Linked DNA regions of Mus musculus: regions 1, 2, 3, 5, 6 and 7 are each linked to region 4. The links are chromatin contacts, called in public Hi-C, HiChIP or PLAC-seq and promoter capture Hi-C maps. All regions are on one chromosome and are shown on one strand. Each heading gives the region's core, a stretch centred on a gene start, on an enhancer-like site or on the middle of the called end of the contact. The rest is flanking DNA. Distances are from core to core; before and after follow the strand shown. Region 1 overlaps Rngtt (RNA guanylyltransferase and 5'-phosphatase). Region 2 overlaps Rngtt (RNA guanylyltransferase and 5'-phosphatase). Region 3 overlaps Rngtt (RNA guanylyltransferase and 5'-phosphatase). Region 4 holds the start of Cnr1 (cannabinoid receptor 1 (brain)). Region 5 has its middle 30 kb from the start of Gm33286. Region 6 has its middle 15 kb from the start of Gm46882. Region 7 overlaps Rngtt (RNA guanylyltransferase and 5'-phosphatase).

Region 1 (3,095 bases), core at 488-2,987, 510 kb before region 4:
GGTCATATGTGCATTTGTGGAGATCACAGGTCAATCCGAGGTATTTTATTCTGCAGGTGCCTTGTCTCTGTTGTTTAAGACAGGCTTTTTCATTGACCTGGACCTTAACCAAGTGGACCTGGCTAGCTGGCTTTGCAAGCTCCACCCTCCATCTTGTTATCATCAGGATTACAAGCAATAGTCACCATACCTGGCTTTCTACATGGATTCTGGAGATTTGAATTTAAGTCTTCATACTGTAAAATAAGCCTTTATTGACTTAAGCCATATCAACTGTTTAGGTTTCTTTCTGGGTTACTGGTTATTCTTCTTGCCTTTTGATTGGTGCTCCAGTATAGAGTGGACTCCTCTAAGTGGTGGTGGTCCACACTGCAAGAATGGAGAGAAGACAGTAGGATTAGCGTCCTAACATTTTCCATCGGATCTTTAGCCAGCAGGTTGTATTGGAAGGGGAACCATAGCCGGTTGTATCAAAGCTTAGTTTTATTCCTTTGGTCAAGTGATCAGTCTTTGAGATTTATGGTGATATTTTTTCCTCCTTTCTTGATTTCTCTATAGCAGAGAGGCTCACAAATATCTAAGTCATTGTGTCTTGCATTTCTTCTGTGTACCTCCTAAGTCAAAGGTAGGTTAATGTAATTTTGTATGTGTAGATTTCTTCCTTTTTATAACACAGAATCAAAATCAGAAAGATAAACCTTGTTCCTTTCACTTAATGGTTAAGCAAATGAGCCTGTCAATTACCTGAACAAGGAAAATTCTCAACAAAAGCTCTAACTTCGAGTCATGATGATATACTTGAAGACATGTTAAAAAGATGAAAAAAACTCTACACACGATGAGGTACATACAGTAGCCCTTTCCCAGTGCTGTTGGGTACAGATCCTCACTGCAAGTCTGGCTGCTTTTTGAGCCCAGACTCGGACAATATAGCCTTTTTCTTTCTTTTGTTCTTCATTTATATGGAGGCTCAAATACTAAGCATGCTTGCCCTGACTCTGCTCATTCTCACTCTGCAGACGGGAAGACTTCTACTGCTGAATCTCCCTGGGTCCTCGAGCTCTACCTCAGAAAGCATCTCTCTGTTTCCTTCTTTCTCCTCCTAGCAGCTGCTGAGATCTACAGTGTACAGGCCCTGCTGTTTGTCTCCCAAGTTCCATTACAATTGTTCTTCTTTCCTTCTGAGTCCATTTCAAAATTATTCTAAGAATCAAGAATGATGCTAACAAAACTTAATTCATACCAAGGTATAATGATCTTAGTATTTCAGGGAAATAAAAGTATCTTACAATCTATGTCACTAATTTGCCTTTTGATAAAAATCTGAATGTCACTGGGGGAAGTTAGGGTTCCCTTTTGTGTGTACTTAGTCTCATTAACAGAGTGTAAAAACAGGGGCACTAACATGACTCAGTGTAGAAAAGTGTTTGCTGCCAAGTGTATTTGGACCTGAGTTCTGTCTTTGATACCCTAACCCCACTCCAGTTGGTGGAAGGAAATAACTGACTCCTAAAACGTGCCCTTGCTCTTAAGGAAGCTTGGGGACCATTTTCTAAATTTTGATAGAAAAAACAGCAGGGCAGGCAAGCAGAAAGGTGGAAGAAAAGGAAGAGTTTCTCTTCTGGTGGTGTGGCTTTCAGTTAAGATTAATGAAAGCTGCTATGTCCTTCCAAACAGCTGCTAGGTGGAAGAGAGCCATGAACTTGGGAGAACTGAGTGATCTATCTGGAGTCAGTGAAAGCACTCCCAAGGGTAGGAGCAGGCAAGTGAGCTGAAAGTAAGGCCCGGAGAGCCCCGCCTGGCCCAGGAGCTACATGGCCCTATTAGAACATCTTTACACAGAACGTTGCTCTTCTGACAAGAAACCCAGGTGAGGAAAGGCTCTCAGTTGTTCTGTGCAAACGATTTCTAGATCTCTTAGTCTTGGTGCTGCTTTCATTCAGCTTTTACTCTTCTTACCTCCTAGAAGTTAACTTTTAACTCCTTTCTGTCCCCAGTCTTTAGGCTTTAGAATCCTGGTGATCCTTTTGGAACATCAGAATCTTTAGATTATTCAAGCCAGTATATTTTGTATATTGGTCCTGAGGGTGGAGAGCGCATGTTAATTCCTAAAATGTATTTCTCTAATTTTTGGTATAGACATTTTTAAAGGGGTAAAATATTTTTTATGGCATTACAATAGCTTACTACATAAAGAGTTGTTAGAATAACCATAGCAAAGTGAAACTACGCTGTAATCCAGTGGTTTATGTTTATATGATTGAATATGGAATTTAAAAATTAAAAGTTTGCTTTAGTTTATTATTAAGATCTGTCCCAGTGTATTATTTTAGTTATTATATACTCCAAGTTCAAATTCTTGTTTCTATCTTAAGGATAAAAGAAGAGATTAGAGCTTTTTAGCCAGTGTACATTCCTAACATAAAACCAAGAATAGATTAAATAGCTTTAATAATCAAAATAATTTCAAAATAATTAGTGATATAATTATATTCCTTTAACTTTCAATGTCTGTTGAATCAAGTAATTTATTTTGGCTTTAAGAGTTAATTATAATGAGAGGATATTTAATATCCTCTAGCATATGACAGCTTCAAAATATAAATATGGAAATTTATTGTAAAAAAGGGCACATCATTGTTAATGCAGGCCTTTTATCTCTAGGAAATGGAACTCATCTCAAGCTCGGAGTCTCGGGGGAGAGTATTTGGGGGAGGGAGTAGCTAGGCGGGCTTCCTTCTTTGTGTACCTCAGAAAACTGTCTTAGCAAGTTACACTCCCAGGTCTAAAAAAAAATGAGGTAGTGCAGACACTTAGGATTTCAAATCTGCAAAGCTGTGTACAGCAGTGGAACAAGTCGTTCCCAGTACTTTAATTTTTATTATATTGCTCCCTACTGTCTATGACCTTTGCTTAAAAAATTTCTCATAAGGAATGTGTCTCACTGCAGTAGTGACTTAGGTACTTTGGTTATTAGGTACCTTTTCACCACAACAGCGTTGTCTGTCAAGAACAAGACAGATCTAACCATCGTGTGTTATGAAATTGGTGCCTGTGTTCTCTTAATTAGAAGCTTGTTTCTAATTTCTAGAAAC
Region 2 (2,990 bases), core at 301-2,800, 480 kb before region 4:
ACATTTGCTTTCTTAATCTCACTAGGTAGTCCATGCCAGTGGAGAAGAATCACACAAACATCCTACATCTCCCTCTGATGACAACTAAAGATTACACAAGTGTCAAAAACATTCTAGTTTCAGAAAAGTTATTAACAAATGTGAATTCTAAAACTCTTGAAGTAGAGTTTTTGAAGCTGTGTCTTGAATAATACAGAGTGTTAGGCCAGGTCTCATGCTAATGCACCTTTAAGCCTAGCACTTGGAGGTAAAGGTAGCCTGGTGTATGAAGTGAGATCCCTGCAGCCAGGAGATTGTTAAAATAAATCTTGAATATTCTCATTTCTGTGATTATGCTATATGGTATACTGAAAAGGTTCCATTGGCTTCCTTGAATTTGTACTTGTTTACTATATATATCTTTGAGTGTTTTGTTCTCCAATTCATACAATATTATCCTGCAGCTCATTTGAGGTCTCTTACCTGTCATAAGGAAGCTTTTAACATCATGTAGACTCTTAGAATTGTCTGTACATAAAGATAATACAGGCTTTTCCCCCAAACAGTAATACGAAAACTGAAGTTATGTCCATATCTTTACATGTCTTTTAGGAAAAATATAGAAGAGTGAAAAATATTGTGGCTAGTATTTATGTCCTATAGCTTACTCTACTAATTACTTTTTAATCATACCAAAGTTCTAAAGGCAGTATTTCTTCATCCTCAGTGTGTTGGTGTGGACTGTAGATATAGCTGCATATAGAGGACTTGTCTTTATGTATGAGGCCTGAGGTCAAGTCCTAGCACCATGAACAAAACCCACCTGGAGTTTTGTTGCAATTAAGAATGAGAAACCACTGATTGACATAGAACCATATCTCCAGCACTTGGGAGGCCTAGGTAGGACACCATGAATTAGAAGCCCTCTTGGCTGCAAGTAAGTCTGTCTTAAGAAAGGAAAACAAGGGGCTGAGAGATAGTTCAGAGTAAATAACACTGGCTGCTTTTCTAGAAGGCTTGGGCTTGATTTTCAACACCTATGTGGGAACTTAAAAAGATCTTGTGGTTTTTAAAAAATTTTTTTTTCATATATTACATCTCGACTGCAGTCTTCCCTGCCCCCAGTCTTCCCCTCTCTTCCCTATGTCTATTTCCTCCACTCTGCCTTCCCTCAGAAAAGAGCAGGCCTCTCAGGGACATCACATATGGCATAACAAGCCATAATACGACTGGGCATATACCATCATATCAAGGCTGGATGAGACTACCCAGTAGGAGGAACAGATTCCCACCAGCAGGCAGAGGAGTCAGAGACAGCCCCTGTTCCCACTGTTAGGGCCATGATCCCACTGTCAGGGATCCCACAAGAACGCATAGTTATTCAGCCATACCATGTATCAGACCTGCAGGCCCCATGATCTCTGTGAGCCCCCGTGAGTCTGTCAGTTGATTCTGCAGGCCGTGTTCTTGGAGTGCTCCTAACCTTTCTGGTTCTTCAGATCCTTCCTTCGCCTCCTCGACAGGAATCCAGGAGCTCTGCCTAATGCTTGGCTCTGGTACTGACTCTACATCTGTTCCTAGTAGTTGCTGATGGAGTCTGGCTGCTTTCTCGGATGACAGTTTATACTAGGCTCCAGTCCCAGAACACTCTGCAGACCCGTTGAAGGTTTTGTGGCTGGGTTGGTGTCCCTGTCCCTGTCCCTGCACAGAAGATGCCTGGGTCAGTCTCTCTGACCTCATTACTAGGAGTCTCTGCTAGCACACCCATCTCTGGCATCTCAAGCTCAGGACTCAAGTTCTGAGGGATCTGAGGCCTCTCTTGGCCTCTTTAGGTACCAGGCACGCATGTGGTGCACCACACATATATGCAGATAAAATATCCATACATATGTCATTGCTTATTTTAAGTGAAAACAAAACCAAAACAAAATGGCTGAATGGATGTTGGATGTTGTAGAGATCTGAATAGGAAGAAAAGAAAGGCTGATTTAGGGAGTGCAACCATGTATAGATTGACTGTCACACTTTACTCAAGGTGCAGCTCCTATGTACTCAGACGTTAATGAGTTCTCTATAAGTAGGGCCCCTCACCCCACTGCTGTCCAGTGACAGACATTTTATTATGCCATGGGTCAAAGCCACCCTTTTGTTAGCATTTATGTAATGTATTTGGTAAAATTTTAGGATGGAATTAAGCTCATTATCATTCATAATATATGGTTGTGGGCATGCATTCACTAGTTCTTCAATTAAATCTTCATAAATTTTTGAGTATATTATTCATCACCTCATTTCCAGAGACACTAGTAATTTTATCAGAATTATTGTTGAGTGTTAAGTTTTTTGAGATGTAGAAGCAGGTAGCCCAAGCTAGCCTTGAACTCTCTGTGTATTGGAAGTTGACCGTAAACCTTTGATCTTCCTGCTTTCATCTCATGAATGCAAGGATTACAAACCTGTGAAAACATGCCCAGTTTTATGTTGTACCAGCTTCATGCATGCTAGGCATACCTTACCTGACTGAGGTACATCCCAGCTCCCCATTTCAACATTTTACCCCACCCCCTCTTTCTTGGCAATAGAAGTAAGTATTCCTTTGGTGTTACTATCTCACTGTGTACACACACACACACACACACACACACACACACACACATGCTTGTGTTTCATAGTATCTATTAGAGAAATCTCTCTCTCTCTCTCTCTCTCTCTCTCTCTCTGTGTGTGTGTGTGTCTGTCTGTCTGTCTGTCTCTGTGTCTCTGTGTCTGTGTGTCTAGGGAGATCAACCTCGGGTACTGATTCTTAGATTCTGTCTACCTTGCTTTTTGGGTGGTCTCTTTCTTGGCCCCAAACTTGACAGTTAGAGTAGGCTGGTTGGCAGGTAATCCTGTCTCTGCCTCCTGGTGCTTGGATTACAAGCTGTTGCCACCACATCTGGCTTTTTCACATGGATCGTGGGGAATCCAACTCAGGTCTTCATGTTTGTGCAGCAAACACTTTACTGATGAAG
Region 3 (2,878 bases), core at 31-2,530, 460 kb before region 4:
TCCCTACTTGCTGAGGTCCAAAACACTTGTTTACATTTGGAGAGTGCTGCGAGCCCCGCCTATGGTAGCCTTGCCAAGTAATAGGCCATGGGGGAGCACACTGCAGCTCTGAGCACTGAGGTCTATTGTTTTAACACAGGACATACAGTGCTTCTCAAATGACCTGTGGGAGAGCCTGGCACTGTGTGTGTGGGTCTGGGTCTGGGTCTGGGTCTGGGTGTGTGTCTGGGTGTGTGTCTGGGTGTGTGTCTGGGTGTCTGGGTCTGTCTGTCTGTCATTCTTGAGAGACTGATTTATTAACTGACTTGTGCATTTTTACTCTTGGACTATCTGTATTAAGTCCATGTAGGAATTTCCTTTATTCAGTCTCTGGTAGTTCACCATCATCAACCTATACCAGCTGGTTAGTTGGTGATTAATGATTTTCCATTTAGTCTGACACAGTTCATTAGTAACAGTGCAGTCCCATACAAGAGTACTTCCATTTCGTATAGCTCCATCACTCTAGACATCTCATCTCCACTTAGTAATATCTGATGATCCACATACCATGTGCATGTTGCTTTACTCCATTCATCACCCATTAGTGACTCTCCATTTAGTGGTCTTGGGACAAGGAGGCACTGCTTAAAGGGTAGGTGGTAATAGAGGCTAACTTCATCTCCCTCACCGTCAGCGCTGAAAAGCCAGTGCTCCTGAACTTCATGTGTTATTTCTCTTGATCAAAGGTGTGAGTGAAGTCGCGCTCTAAATCACATACTCAGCTCTCAGTTTCTCGTTCAGCTTGAAGCTCTCAGAGTCATCAGAGTCATCTCACAGTCAAGCTTGTCAAGAAAGCTTTCAGTCGAAACAGCAGTTTCCTTTCTCAGCAGTCCCTCTGCTCTTCTCCCAATGCTGAGGAGTCCAGTTCACTGCTTGGGTTTTGTTGTTTTGTTTTGGGGGTTTCGGTTGGTTGTTTTGTTTTGTTTTTGCACTACAGTTGTATCCTGCTCAATGTGTTAGGTATGAATGAGATCTGCATTTCAGTGCCAGCAAAGGAGGAAGGTCACTGAACATTTGGAGGTTGAAGATTATGTGAGGTGAAGAGAGCAGATAAGACCCACGGTATTCACCAATGTATAGGCTGGTTGGCAGGCACACAGGCAGACATAGGCACACACACAGGCCTGCAGATAAACACACACAAGAAGGCTGGCAAAAGCAGAAAAGGTCTCTGCCCTCTGACCTCAAGCCACATTTATAGGGAATCACACAAATGTGGCACTCTGCCAAGAATAGTTATATAACATTACATCACTCTTTACTTTGGGGTTCCCTGGACATCAGGTATCAGCTATTTTATGCTGACTCATAGACCCCATGTCCAGTCCCAGCTGTGTTCTAGCTGACTCATCCCTGATATCCACATTAGTGCCGTGTTGTCATCTAAACATAACCTGGCCTTGCAGTTTCCTGTTTCCAACACCCTTAATTGTCTCTTAATGTCAAAGCTATCATAGGTTTTAACAGTTTAGAATTGCATTTCAGTTTTTTGAAAATCAGCTGGTAGGAAATTAGATGTATAAATAAATACCCTGTGTATTTGAGTATTAATTAGTTCATAAAACAGAAGTTAATCCCATTTGCAGAATTTTCTTTCAACAAGGTACGTCAATTATGGTTGGTACAGTGAAAGAGTTTCACATTTTTTAGCTGAAAGTTGAGTATGAACACAGTTGAAATTAAAACGTTTTAATGTTTTTCCACCAGTGTTTCTTGGAGTTAGTTTGATGACTCACTATTGGTTTTAGCTGCAAAGTGAAGTACAGAAGAGTTGCAGAGAGAAGGAACAGATGTTCTTTAAGTTTCAGAATGAGTGGGTTGGTTGCATAGCACAGGGTGATAGGACAATACAAAAGGCTGTAAGCACTACTGTTCCCATAGTGATGATGGCTTAGCAAAAGGATGAATGGAGTGGAGTGCACATGGTATCATCAGATGTTACTAAGTGGAGATGTCTAGAGTGATGGAGCTACAAGAAATGGAAGTACTCTTGTATGGGACTGCACTGTTACTGATGAACTGTCCCAGACTATTGGATCCAGCCCCAGGCATTTTTAGAAGTTACCTTTCTCCGAAATAACGGAAATCCTAAGTAAAATTCAATAGTTAAAGCTCACAACTGATACCTGTAGGCTTAAATTTTTAAAAACTACTTTTAATAAGGGTTCTCAATGTCTTCAATCCTTCTTCTAACCCCCTGTCCAAAGGAAGGGGAGAAAAGATGGTAAATAGGACAAGGGGATGTGGATCTGTTTAGAAGTAGTTCATTGGGGCAATTCCAATCTCTGTCGTCAGGATACCAGGCATGAATCAGCAGCAGTGTCACGATCTAGCCTAAAAGCCAGGAGAAGTTCTCTGCTGTGCCTCTCTCAATAAAGTGAAGAGCAGCAAAGGCATGGGACCTACTAATGGTTGCACAGCTAGCTCAGTGCAAGCGAGCCTTCACTGTCTGTTGAGTTCTATGTGTACTCTCTCCAAACATCAAGTCCTCAACAAAACACCATGTGTGCCTGTGTTACATGACACAGCCAGAATCCCCTTCACATACTGTCCTAGTCAGGGTTTGTATTCCTGCACAAACATGACCAAGAAGCAAGTAGGGAGGAAAGGGTTTATTCAGCTTACACTTCCATACTGCTGTTCATCACCAAAGGAAGTCAGGACTGGAACTCAAGCAGGTCAGGAAGCAGAAGCTGATGCAGAGGCCATGGAGGGATGCTCTTTACTGGCTTGCTTCCCCTGGCTTGCTTAGCCTGCTCTCTTATAGAACCCAAGCCTACCAGCCCAGAGATGGTATCACCCACAATGGGCCCTCCCCACTTGATCACTAACTGAG
Region 4 (2,700 bases), core at 184-2,683:
CTACTCTCTCTAGTGGAAAACAGTCTCAGAGATATTCCGACAGCTAGCGCTCTGCTGGAAGCCTTTCTTCAGCTCGACCTGTAGGTAGGAAGCTTTCAGGCTTTCCTTCTCAGAGCAGTCTCTCCTCCCCGAATTCTGCAGCTTCCTCTACCCTCTATGTTGCTTCTTCCTTTAGGCTCACCCTCTGGGATCCTTGTCACCAGATTCAAAATAGGGGCCAGATACACTGAGCGTTTGGCTCTGGGTGGGGGGTAGGACGTCAGGGAGAATTGGTAAAAAGAGGCCTTGTAGGAAGCTGTTTGGGCTAGACGTCCTCGACTCTGAGCAAGGCTTAAAACGAATGCCAAGCTGCTACCTTGAGGGCCTAGGAACCTAACGTTGTGCCTACAGCTGGGCCCCTGGACCTGACTTGATGTGGCTCTGTCAGGTGGAAACCTTACGACTCGACTGGACCCAACTCTCCAGGGAGAACGAGGTCTAAAACGCAATTCAGCTGTAGCCACAACCGCCTGGTCCCCGGGGCCCGGGCGGAGAATGGCCCCCTCGGCTGAAGCTGCGGGCTGACGCTCGTGTATAGGGTTGCAATTCGCCGTGATAAATGTAAAGACCAATTAAGGTTTGATCCGTGCACACAAGAGGCAGACGGCGGAGTGGAACCAATTAACGAGCATGTCCCCTAATTCCTGCGGCGGCGGCCGGGCGCACCGCCGGTCCCCAGGCTCCCGCCCAACAAGAGCCCCCGCCCGCCGCGGATGCATCTCCCCGCGAGCAGGAGGTGCGGGGAGCGCCAGGGCTGGGGAGGGGGCGCCGGGCGCCCACAGAGCCGAGCTCGTGCGGCCACGGCTGGAGGCTGGGCGCGCCCGGGTGGTCGCGCGGGCCAGCGCGGGAGGCGCCCAGGCGACGCCGTCCGCCCCGAGGGCGGAGGGCTGGTGGCCGCGGCCAGGTAGCTGAGGACTGGAGGCGGCGCAGAGGGGAGGGTCGGGCGGAGACCTCACTTGGCCGGCCTTCCTGCCGCCCTGTTTCCGGATCCCGACCGCCCGGCGCGTGACCTCCAGTGAGGTCCTGGCAATGAGCAGCGCTGGTGATTAACGGCCCCGAGGTCGCGGGCAGTGAGGCACGCGTCCCCTTTGGCCACGCCAGGGTGGGAGGGCGCCAGGGAGCAGAGCAGGGTGAGGCCGCGGGGTCGTTGGTGGCAAAGAGTGAGGATGACACAGTGGGCGCCGAGCGCCAGGGCCGTCCCTCCTAGCCCCCGGGCCAGCGCCGCGGCGGGTACCGCGCAGCAAAGTTTGGAGCCGCGGGCGCCGCGCGCCGGTCCCTCCCCGCGCAGATCCCTTGGCGGAGTCTCTGCTGCCGCCGCTGCCAGGGCAGGACAAAGGCTCATTAACACGTGATGGGACCACGCTTCATAAATGGGACTGGAGCGAGAGCGAGCCAGAGACAGCGCGCGAGCTGAGGGAGAGGCAGGGACCTCAAGCAGGGCGCGGCGACGGGCGCTCGGGGTGGCCCAAGCGGGCGGCCCCAGGCCGGCCAGCGCGGTCAGTGGGACGCCGGGGAGAGCCGGAGAACGAAGCGGGCCTGTCCGAGCCCAGGGGAGCCAGTCCCAGGGGCCGTGGCGCACGGGTGCTAGAGGCCGGGGACGCGGGCGCGCAGACCGACTGACTTACTGACCGATCGCCGCGGGCACGCCCCGCTCCACCCCGCCCCACCGCGCCCCGCGCCGCCTCCCCTGCTCGCTCGCTGCCTCTACCTTCTCCACTTCTTTTCCGCCTCCGCCTCCTTCTGGCTCCCCTGGCGCCAGAGCCTCCCCCTGGCTCAGGCGGGAGCCTGGGCTGTCTGCAGAGCTCTCATAGAGTCTGGGGGCAAATTTCCTTGTAGCAGAGAGCCAGCCCCTTGGCTGGGCGACAGGTGCCGAGGGAGCTTCTGGCCCGTGGACCGGGGGATGCGAAGGGTAAGACCTGGCACAGTGGCGTTTGGGAATAGCTTTTCCGCCTCCCGCCCCCTCGGTACTGGCCAGTGGTCCCCTGGTGTCCTACGCGGAGTTCTTGCTCCGTGTTCCAGGAGAGCAAATCGTGCTAATATGGTGTTTACTTAGCTGTATAGTCCCAGCTTGTTACCTGTGGTCTAAGCTACTTCTGGAGGCTTCTACCATTTACAATTTACTGGATATGCACCTAGCTCTGCATACACTGATGTCTGTTTGTAGAAAATGTGTAATTGTGCATGTTTGGAAAACAGGCACTTGAGTTGATGCTTGACGTCTTTTAGCCTTATCAGAAACTAAGTCTTCCAGAGTCTCTGCACCACATGTAGAAAACGACTCAATTAAATACTAAATGTCATGTAAAGAAATCTATGTTAAATAAGGAACTTCTGATACAGAGCGATAGCTACAGCAGCCATCTCTGTTTAAGGAAAAACTAATATATATAGTATTGATACCTGTGATTGACTGTTATAGGAACATGAAACTAAGAGCTGGCACCAGACGAATGAAGTTGATGCTTTATTTTAAAAGGATGTTTCTTGGTTAAGGCTTACAAGTCACAAATGGAGCATTTCCTGAATGCAAATGTTTGCTATGATAGATGTGAGAAACTGTTGTTTGGTCATTTCAAAGTTTAAAGCAACATGCGTGTTTTTAATTGTAGTACATGGTTTATCTCTCAAAGGTTTCAAAGAGGTGAGAAAAAAATTTAATAA
Region 5 (2,802 bases), core at 78-2,577, 410 kb after region 4:
TTCACCCTAAAGTTTCTGCCACTCCATGAGGCTGTAAGCTCCTGTGAGGAGACCTCACAGAGCTACAGGGCCCACTTAAGATGGCAAATCTAGATGAGGACCCTGCTCACACAATGTTGAAGCTCCAAAGGGTTCCATGTCTGCTGTACGTGAACTGGCCTCACGTCTATAGGAGGTAGCAGCAAGGACCCCTCTGTAGGTTTGAATGGGGACAGTCCTCACAGGGCCTACAGTCCAAATGCTCCCGGTGAGGTCTGCAGGTTGCCCAGCACTGGATATAACACGTATGCTAAGGACATGACTGGGGTAGAAGGTTTGAGTAGCATACTCAGGGCCCTGAGTTTGATCCACAACAATGCAATTCCTAAAGTGTCCCTGATCATTATTCTGTCTGGGAAAAAAAAAAAAAGCCACATGTTCTTTAAAAAGTGTCACCTGACTCTGTAGCCCCCCACCCCCACCCCCCATCCTTGGACAGCCATGAAATTTGTTTGTATGCTTTTTTTAAAAACACCTTCCTTTATTTTAGATTTAGAGGGTTCCTTTTTCTTTTTTCTTTTCCTTCTTTATAAAACTACTACTGCCTTTCTCTGCCTATTGTTCTGAATGGGGCTTCTGAGCATCAGGCTGCAGCCTCACCCCTTCCCCGTCACTACTGCATCTCTATGCATCACTATGCATCTCTATCCATTTGAATGACAGAGAGGATGAACAAGAGGGGCCTCGTATAGCCAAGTGGGACTTGATTGCAGAAGAAGCGTATTAGGGAATAAATGTGGGGAATCTGAATTATGCTTATCAAATCCAATTTGGATGACTGTAAATGCCTGGGAATTAGAGACAGTGAAACCAAAGGAGCAAAGGGATGGCCACCTAACTCCCTGCAAAGGTCGAACACAAAAAAAATAACTAGTCTTATCATTTTAGACACAGTGAGAAATAATTCACAGTTGAAAGTCTGGTCGATGCAGATAAATCTGTCACATAAAGGTGAAGGCAACGACTGTTAGCCACTTTAAACAATGCTACGTGGCACTGTCACAGAAGACAGAAGATGATGCTGTAAACCTACTCTGCTCTTCCAGGAACGACGCCACTGTTTCCAATCCCCCAGGCCTATGGAGGAGGATAAAAATGGCTTCAATTCTCCGGAGAACACGACTGCATGCTGGCCGACTGCCAGCTGCTGCTAAGCTTGTGTTTTCTTCACCAACTCTCACAGGCTTCTCCTTGTTATCCTGGAAAATAAGCAAACTGCCTGGCTGTTGACAAGACCACAGTGGCTAGACATCAGGTGACAGGCAGGAGAGATTCCTCCCTTGGTCATCACAATCATCACAGACGGAGAAGATGGCTCGGGAGCTGAGGTCTATGCATTCTTAGCTGCTTTCTTTATTCTGTGAGAAGTGTTGTAAGATGGACTGGATTCTTATCTGGAAACCCTCCTTTGTTCTGCAATGAACAAACTGCCCCACAGTTACTTTCTGCCAGAGGTTAAGATGAGAACACGGTGACATTTGACAACAGATTGCCATCAGCCAATCTGTTCTGCGTCTTCCTCTCCTAGCTTGTAGAAGCATTTTCAGTCTTAGACTAAGTCAAAACTGTAAGGAGCAGTAGCAGCAACTATGCACACAGCGGTTTTGAAGCACACCCGCTGCGGGTGGCCAAGACCTACGCACTATCACGGAAGCGTTCGTGTGGACGCAATGAAGTCAAACAGAGTCGTTCAGTGTTTCAACTGGTTCCTCGGCAAAAGCCTGCTTGTTTTCTCGCTTCAAAGTACTCCCTTTCAAAGGTTTATTTTTAAGAAACATTGCTTGGCATTAACCATAGTAACTTCTGATTCTGGCAGTTAGCCCATAAATTTATATCAGCAGGCACTTACGAAGGAGCTATATGTTAAAAGCAATATGCCTCACCACTAGGCTAAAAGTCAGGCAATAAGCCGGGCCTAAAAAGTATTCAAATTTTACACATTTCACCACAGATCATATTTTCTCCTTTGAATTTTCTTCTTTTCTGATTTACTTTAAGGGAAGTCTTCCGATTTAATCCTCATCAAAAATACACTTAGCATTCTGATTCATTGCTAAGAATCTCTTCTTACCACAAAACAAAGTATAACCCTTCTGTTATCAACATCGGCCTGATCAAGACCTATAGAGGGCTATCCTTAGGAAAATCCACAAAGCAAAGCTGTTGTACAGGGTGTTAAAGCCGAGGGATGAAGTCATCAGACAGCAGAGGACAAGAGAGTCTGAATACAAGGAGCATAGAGGGGCCCTTTGTTCAACTATTAGTGCTTCTAAGAACTTATCCACAAGTGTGTAATAACTCATAACACTAAACCAACAAAGGTGAACGTCACCAATGATGCCTTTTTCATACAGAAGAATGTACAAAAGAAGACTATTAACCTAAAGCTTAGGGAGCCGAATCTTCCAGGTCCCCACAAGCACAGCCTCTTGCAAGGCTTTCTATTTATAATTATTTTTCATGTACAGTTGTACTCTCAACTTTTAAGACTCGAGGCAATCTGTTAACTGTAATCCCCTGTAAAATCAAAAGGCAAATTATGTGCTTTCAACATTCAGCAGTGACACAGAACACACATCGCAATTCCGAAGGAAAGGAACTGATGTAGAGTGGAAATACTGGACCAAAGCAAAGCCAAAACCCAATAGGGCAAACTCCACATCAAAGCTCCATGAAATTTAACTATACTTTGTCTATATGACTCTAAAGTCATTATTTTTTCCACAAGTCAACATTAGAAAAGGTGAAATCTTAGTATGAGAT
Region 6 (2,953 bases), core at 252-2,751, 460 kb after region 4:
CCCATGCAAGCCTCTGCAATGCTGGCCAGACTGGAGTGGTGCATTATGGGTTAAGAGTGCTTAATGCTCGTCCAGAAAACCCTAGTTTGGTTCCCAGCCCCAAGTTCAGGCACCTCACAACGTGTAACTCCAGCTCCAGGACACGTCAAAAAATTTTGATCATTTTAAAAGACATATAGTAGAAGATTCTAGTGGTTACTCTACATTACAGGTGCTTTGCCTGAAAAAGGAAAAAAGGGGGGGGGGCTGATTCGGGGTTTAGCCATTACATTATAAGATGACAACAGCATCCACTCTCAGTCTTTACCACTTCCAATAAAATCTGATTTCCCTCAACATTTACATCTTGTATTCTTCCTAGTTTTGAGAGTTTGCATTTTTCAAATTATTTTATTTATTTACATTCGAACATTGCCCACCTCCTGGTCCCCCCTCCCTATTGTCTCTAAGGGGATGCTCTCCTTCTTCCCAACCCTACCTCCTGGGCATCCCCCTTCCCTGGGGCCTTAAGTCTTTCTAGAGAAGTAGGTAAATTGTCTCCAATCAGACAAGGCAGTCCTCTGCTATATATGTGCAGGGGCCTCGGACCAACCTGTGTTGGTAGCTTAGAATCTGGGATCTCCCAGGGGTACAGATTAATTGAAACTGTTGGTCTTCCTATGGGGGTTCCTTTAGCTCCTTCAATCCTTCCCCTAACTCTTCCATGGGGGTCCCCGACCTCAGTCTAATAGTTGGCTATATGCATCTGCATCTGTCTCAATCAGCTGCTGGTAGAACCTCTCAGAGGACAGCCATGCAAGCACAACATAGCATCAGTAATGTCAGGCTTTGGTGCCCACCCATGAGGTGGATCCCAGGTTGGGACAGTCACTGGAGTGTTTGCATTTCAAAATGACATCAAGAAGAACCCGCCACAAGGGTAAAAATGTCCAGGTTTGGGAAAGAGGGCAACTTGCACAAGTCACCTGATTTTCTGAATGTTTCCAAGCCAGATAGATGTACTCAAATACAACACCTGAACAACAGTACAGACACCGTGTGTTATATGTGTGCATAAAATCCCGATTTACCCTCCAAACTATAATAGATTCTCAATGAGTACATGATTCTAAATGCTAAGGAGAAGAGAAGATTAAGAATAGGCTAGGGACTACATTTAGGTGTAATGAATAGAGGGGGAAACCCATGTCATTTGAGATAGTATTCACATTGCAACCGTTGCTAAGGAAACCACTTCCTATTCATGCACTGCACATAGTTCCCTTTTTTATTGTTACAAAGTGCACAATGTGACAATTAAATCATGAGAATGAGAGCCTGGTAATATACTTGGAAGATAGTCAGAGCTCTAAAATAACAGGAAAGTCATTAATGGGGTTGTCTTCAGGACTAGAGACCAAGGTGCACTTATCACAGAAAATCCTACTTCCTCTCTTTAGTAGTCACTGCACAGCCCAAGCTACAGGGCAAATCTCTTCGCAAACACCATAGAATACCAAAGAGGTTTCTTTCTGTGCCTCTCCATCAAGCAGGGTGGTAGAAATTATCCCTCACAGGGAGCAGGCAGAACATTCCTGCAACCCACGAATACCATTAAGATTAGAAAAACTTACCAAGGCACCATGGCTACTTCATTGCAAATCTTTCTGATACCCAACATGGGAAAGATAATTCAGGGATCAGAAACCAGAAGTGAGACAAGTCCTGGAGGTCTCTAAAGTTAAACTTGCCCTATATCACAGAATTTCACAGAACGTTTCCTTTTTATTCATATCATAGACCTGGGCAGTCTTGACTTATTGCTTAATCCACCAATAATATTTATGCAGCACTCACTATGGCCGAAGCAACACTGGAGACTTCACCTCACTGAAACAAACTTGATGGCAGTACTTGTTCTAGTCTCCAAACACGGGAGGACTGGTAGCACCATGTCCTCAAAGCTTTTCTTTTCTTTTTGTGAATGTATCCATTTATTTGGTTATTTATATCCTAAGTGCTGTCCTCCTCCCCGTTACCCCTCACTGAGACTCTTCCCACAGATGCACCTCATCTGGCAGAGACTTGATGCACCAGGGTCAGGGAACACTCAGGAAGGGCCCAAAGCTTTTCTTAAGGTTCCAGAAACTAACGCCCTTTCTTTTCCCCTACTCATTTCAGTTTCTTCTCCCCCTGCTTTTATTTGCTGAGTTATCACGCAACAGACAGCCCTAAGCAGAAGACAATAGCCGAGAAACAATAAAAAGAAGGACATTGACTTTGACGAGGTAACAGGATTGATGAGTTAATTATGGAAAAGATGACTCACGCCAATTTTGTTTCTTGCTGTTTAAAGTCCAAGTTATACCTAGTTACGGCTCACAAGTGTAAATGCGGCACTTGAGAAACAGAGGTAAAAGACTTACTGAGAGTTAGTCAAGAATAAGACACCTTCTTTTCAAGAAGAGAGAGAAATCAAAATGAATTTAAAGAATTAAGCTTGATTGGATTACCTAATTCTTCCCCAGCTCCAACGAGAAATTCTTTGGGCTTCTTTACTCCTTGAAATGGAGGCATTTTCATAGATGGCTCTTAGCATCCTGATACTTATTCAACCGTCTGTTAAGAGTCCATCATACTAGGGCAGTAGCCCTATTACCATACTGTCAAGAACCTGTGAGTCCTATCACATTCCAAACTTCAGTCATCAACCACTGACTCATAAAACAACAACACACTCGCACGCACGCGCACACACACACTCACACACACATACACATGCACACTACAAAATACCTCTGCTTCAACCTTCTGGATTTTTTTTAATTCTAAGAATTATGTTCTTCAAGAAAAAAAAATTACACACTTGAAAGTAAATCTAATTTCACTGGGCTGAATTTATTTTTCCTCTTTGTGTTTCCAAGCCTAGATATGGGCCAATAAAATGAATTCCCTTTTTCAGCATACTGGACAA
Region 7 (3,045 bases), core at 447-2,946, 430 kb before region 4:
TGAAGAACACTGTTTCTTGTTGAATATGGACATCAATTTAAAGTAGTAGTGGCTGGTGCATTCATTTTCTAGAAATATTTTTCCAGATTGGTAGTATTTGGCCAAGCAGCTATAGCAGCTAGATAATAATACTGCTTAAGTCTGAAACTGAGAACACAAGAGTGATGAGCTTTATGACACTTAACTTCCGGTTGCTAGCCAGTAACTAGCTTCTGAAATGCCGAACATGTGCTTTTGCTGACAGCTGTTTTTCAGAGTGTGCCTTTTGGTGTCAGCATGATTCCTTTAGTGAGTTTGCTTGTAAAGTTGCTTAAAATCATAAGCAGAGTTTCTTGTTAAAAGAAATAAAAGAAGATAGAAATAAATGGAAAGCTTTTGAGTAGTCATGGCTCAGGAGAGAATGTTATCAGAATATCCATAGAACTTAACAGCAGTCTTGAGATCCTGCATAAACGGAACAAAACCCTAACAGTGTCTTTTGTAGAAGTAGAAAAAGCTGTGCTAGCATTCACATGGACTCTTAAGGAATTCACTTAGCTGACAAATAGCAAAGTCGCAGGCCTCACACCCCTGGCCTCTATTGCAAAGCTCCAGTGCTTTAAATAGCACACTTGATCACTGACACAGACAAGTAGATCACAGGAACTAGCAAAATAGCGTCCCCCCCAACCCGCCTCAAGATAGATTTAATAGCATATACCTATGATCTCATAGTACATGGAAAATTAAAACTGAAAAATCAGGAATTTGGGGACATGCTGATATATATAAATATATATGGATATTCTGAATATATATATGTATACATATATATGTATATATGTGTGTGTATATATATATATATATACATTTTATATATATATATATCAACTAGAGCAGGCAGTACAGAGAGCATCTGTAGAGGGGTTAAGTTTACAGAGCCTGGGCCTGTAGACCTTGGTTTTGGACCAGTTATTAGACCTGTTGAAAATGCAAATGATCCATCCAATCAAATGCAATATTCATCTAGAGGAAAGACAATTGGAAAGTTTTTATGAAGACACACCCTGACTAATCTAAATTGAAAGCAGCTTCTAAAAATTTGCATCTCTTCATCTTCCTAGGTGGTAGTGAATATGTGGGCAGAAAATGAGAGCATTTCAAATAATGCTAATGAAGTTTAGTGATTACAATCTACCATATTGTAAGAGAGTGTGTGTTGTTAGTTCTGAAGGATGAAGACAGAATTCAAATATTACCATGACTGGCATTTGATTGGAAAAGTGCAGAGATAAGCTTTAGGTTCCTTTTATGAAAACCATCCTCCTAGCCTGATGGAATATCTTCTCAGACGTACCATAGTTACCATGGATACTTGGTGGCTTTGATAGAGTATGTTGTAATCCATATTCAATCATCTGAGGTAAAGAAGCCAAGAAACACACCAGCTAAAGTCAGCATAGTTTCCTTTCTAAATCTATACTCTCTGCAAGAATGAAAGGGGAAAATAGCCCGAGGAGTAAGTTTGGATTTAAAAACTGACTGATTCGATCCTAGTATTTATTTTTATGTAGCTTTTTACCTATAATAAAGATAATGGGGGGTGGGGGTGGCATAGGAATCTACATGATGAGATCTTTCTGAAAGTTGGTGAACCCTAAGCAGTGAACTCATTGTCTGAAAGCCACAGAAACACAGACAGGATTGAAGGCATTGTCCCCATGGTAACATATTTGCATTTGGCCCAGAAGTGGCTGCTTTCTGCTTAGCTTCTTTTAATTGCTATATATTGACAGCCATTTTCACAACTCTGAAGTGTCAGATACATGAGCATGTGTACTGGGAGTGTGCACCATATCTTCAGGCTTGATTAGACACTTCAGATGACAAAGAGCTCCGCTTGAAGAATTACTGAGGTGTTTTTGGCATTTCCTAATGTGTCTGTCACATAGTAGAAGCAAAAAGCCTTTCAAATGATTTAAAATATTTTCATCAATTCTCTTTTAAAACAGGTGACAAAAGAACTAAAACAGTATGACAACAAAATTATAGAATGCAAATTTGAGAACAATAGCTGGGTCTTCATGAGACAGAGGATAGACAAAAGTTTCCCAAATGCCTACAACACAGCCATGGGTGAGTATGAGAGTGACCAATACAGTAAGTTCAGAAAATTATGTCGTCAAAGACCACATGTCCTGTTGATGCTGTCCTGAATAATGGGTTAGGTAGTCAGGCCTGGACCTTGTTAGTTGCTAAAGAGCTGCCCTGTGTGCCCGAAAGGGCAAAAGAGGGAAGGGTGATGGTTGCATACTAGATTAACTTAATGAATTGTTAAAAAAAAAAAAAAGCCATGATAATTTCTGTTCTATTCAAAACTATTAAAACAATTGTTTGCCAGATGGGTAAGAAGCAGAATTAGCAAGGGAAAAATGTAATTTCTAGCTCCTAAAATAACTTTACAAACAATGGAGAGAAAGTAAATGAAAACTGTAAAACATAAGAACTGCCCTGCTATCCTTCAGAATGCTCTTTGGCTGTGGTGTGAATGCCTTGGAGTCATCTCCATGTTTCAGATGTACTGACAGTAGAGGCGGTTTATAAAAGGCTAGATCAGTGCAGTGGGCGGCGGCTCACTTGTCCAGTGTCCACTGCTGGTGGCGATCAGGATCCTGAGAAGCAGGAAGAGGAGAGAGGCAGCCAGTTCACTCTTTCATTTTAAAAGATACTGTTTCACATTCAGGGACCTTTTTTGGAAGTAACATCTATGCTCAGACAAGATGAGTTCATTCCATTCTTTTCTCCCTCTTTCCCAAAACAAACAAATAAAATATCATAAAATGAGAAAATTGGTTTTTTTTTTTTGATTACTCAAGAAAAGATGTTTTGTTTATTAGGCTATTTTATTATATGTTCTTCACCTAAATGATTAAAATAACAATATGGATGGAAGCTACCATGAAAACTTCCTATTCTATAGTGGCATTGGCTATTATTGTTGTATTTCACAGAATGGCCATCTTTCTGACAGAATGACTTAAAAACTGTAGTATACTTTCCTGCATA

Evidence for each region. Promoter capture Hi-C pulls out the DNA fragments that hold promoters and counts their contacts. Hi-C and Micro-C count contacts between places; a contact is called where the count stands out from the background. HiChIP or PLAC-seq counts read pairs in DNA pulled down with a chosen protein or histone mark.
Region 1: a contact with region 4 is called in a Hi-C map of muscle stem cells, with 1.7 times the contacts expected there. The contact joins the enhancer-like site here to the promoter of Cnr1 in region 4. A contact is called at or near these places in 10 of 39 promoter capture datasets (the 3T3-L1 cell line, the C10 cell line, cranial neural crest and 6 more), 13 of 484 Hi-C or Micro-C datasets (the N1E-115 cell line, brain, cerebellum and 6 more), 15 of 115 datasets of contacts at active chromatin or transcription factors (SST interneurons, VIP interneurons, bone marrow-derived macrophages and 11 more) and 3 of 9 other capture datasets (adipose tissue, embryonic stem cells and pancreatic islet).
Region 2: a contact with region 4 is called in a promoter capture Hi-C map of hippocampal neurons, with 5 times the contacts expected there. The contact joins the enhancer-like site here to the promoter of Cnr1 in region 4. A contact is called at or near these places in 6 of 39 promoter capture datasets (cranial neural crest, embryonic stem cells, hematopoietic stem and progenitor cells and 3 more), 10 of 115 datasets of contacts at active chromatin or transcription factors (VIP interneurons, craniofacial prominence, differentiating embryonic stem cells and 7 more) and 2 of 9 other capture datasets (embryonic stem cells and pancreatic islet).
Region 3: an H3K4me3 HiChIP or PLAC-seq map of stem cell-derived neural progenitor cells shows a contact between it and region 4, with 14 read pairs. The contact joins the enhancer-like site here to the promoter of Cnr1 in region 4. A contact is called at or near these places in 6 of 39 promoter capture datasets (the 3T3-L1 cell line, the C10 cell line, cranial neural crest and 3 more), 1 of 484 Hi-C or Micro-C datasets (cortical neurons), 7 of 115 datasets of contacts at active chromatin or transcription factors (embryonic basal ganglia, embryonic forebrain, embryonic limb bud and 4 more) and 1 of 9 other capture datasets (embryonic stem cells).
Region 5: an H3K4me3 HiChIP or PLAC-seq map of embryonic forebrain shows a contact between it and region 4, with 6 times the contacts expected there. The contact joins the enhancer-like site here to the promoter of Cnr1 in region 4. A contact is called at or near these places in 2 of 39 promoter capture datasets (embryonic stem cells and hippocampal neurons) and 5 of 115 datasets of contacts at active chromatin or transcription factors (astrocytes, embryonic forebrain, embryonic hindbrain and 2 more).
Region 6: an H3K4me3 HiChIP or PLAC-seq map of bone marrow-derived macrophages shows a contact between it and region 4, with 5 times the contacts expected there. The contact joins the enhancer-like site here to the promoter of Cnr1 in region 4. A contact is called at or near these places in 3 of 39 promoter capture datasets (the 3T3-L1 cell line, embryonic stem cells and hippocampal neurons), 10 of 484 Hi-C or Micro-C datasets (the N1E-115 cell line, cerebellar granule neurons, cerebral cortex and 4 more) and 17 of 115 datasets of contacts at active chromatin or transcription factors (SST interneurons, VIP interneurons, astrocytes and 13 more).
Region 7: a contact with region 4 is called in an H3K4me3 HiChIP or PLAC-seq map of stem cell-derived neural progenitor cells, with 21 read pairs. The contact joins the enhancer-like site here to the promoter of Cnr1 in region 4. A contact is called at or near these places in 6 of 39 promoter capture datasets (the 3T3-L1 cell line, cranial neural crest, hippocampal neurons and 2 more), 1 of 484 Hi-C or Micro-C datasets (stem cell-derived neural progenitor cells) and 10 of 115 datasets of contacts at active chromatin or transcription factors (SST interneurons, astrocytes, differentiating embryonic stem cells and 6 more).

What each region holds. Positions count from the first base shown.
Region 1 is chr4:33,412,269-33,415,363 of GRCm38.p6, forward strand. The region is part of intron 13 of Rngtt (RNA guanylyltransferase and 5'-phosphatase); the gene reads left to right. Among named protein-coding and RNA genes, the nearest start is that of Mir8118, 24 kb to the right of the region's middle. Within about 2 kb of position 1,738, at least 11 of the 459 cell types and tissues checked have an H3K27ac peak or open chromatin away from gene starts, as enhancers often do. A contact at or near this core is called in muscle stem cells, where this site is marked.
Region 2 is chr4:33,440,506-33,443,495 of GRCm38.p6, forward strand. The region is part of intron 13 of Rngtt (RNA guanylyltransferase and 5'-phosphatase); the gene reads left to right. Among named protein-coding and RNA genes, the nearest start is that of Mir8118, 3.9 kb to the left of the region's middle. Within about 2 kb of position 1,551, at least 9 of the 459 cell types and tissues checked have an H3K27ac peak or open chromatin away from gene starts, as enhancers often do. A contact at or near this core is called in hippocampal neurons, where this site is marked.
Region 3 is chr4:33,465,956-33,468,833 of GRCm38.p6, forward strand. All of the region lies in intron 14 of Rngtt (RNA guanylyltransferase and 5'-phosphatase), which reads left to right. Among named protein-coding and RNA genes, the nearest start is that of Mir8118, 29 kb to the left of the region's middle. Within about 2 kb of position 1,281, at least 93 of the 459 cell types and tissues checked have an H3K27ac peak or open chromatin away from gene starts, as enhancers often do. A contact at or near this core is called in hematopoietic stem and progenitor cells and stem cell-derived neural progenitor cells, where this site is marked.
Region 4 is chr4:33,923,211-33,925,910 of GRCm38.p6, forward strand. Cnr1 (cannabinoid receptor 1 (brain)) reads left to right here and starts at 1,434. Exons shown (of 2, transcript NM_007726.5): 1 at 1,434-1,948.
Region 5 is chr4:34,336,399-34,339,200 of GRCm38.p6, forward strand. No RefSeq gene overlaps it. Among named protein-coding and RNA genes, the nearest start is that of Gm33286, 30 kb to the left of the region's middle. Within about 2 kb of position 1,328, at least 35 of the 459 cell types and tissues checked have an H3K27ac peak or open chromatin away from gene starts, as enhancers often do. A contact at or near this core is called in embryonic forebrain, forebrain and hippocampal neurons, where this site is marked.
Region 6 is chr4:34,385,325-34,388,277 of GRCm38.p6, forward strand. No RefSeq gene overlaps it. Among named protein-coding and RNA genes, the nearest start is that of Gm46882, 15 kb to the left of the region's middle. Within about 2 kb of position 1,502, at least 34 of the 459 cell types and tissues checked have an H3K27ac peak or open chromatin away from gene starts, as enhancers often do. A contact at or near this core is called in VIP interneurons, bone marrow-derived macrophages and neural progenitor cells, where this site is marked.
Region 7 is chr4:33,496,960-33,500,004 of GRCm38.p6, forward strand. It overlaps Rngtt (RNA guanylyltransferase and 5'-phosphatase), which reads left to right. Exons shown (of 16, transcript NM_011884.3): 15 at 1,992-2,115. Among named protein-coding and RNA genes, the nearest start is that of Gm52726, 11 kb to the right of the region's middle. Within about 2 kb of position 1,697, at least 22 of the 459 cell types and tissues checked have an H3K27ac peak or open chromatin away from gene starts, as enhancers often do. A contact at or near this core is called in SST interneurons, neural progenitor cells and stem cell-derived neural progenitor cells, where this site is marked.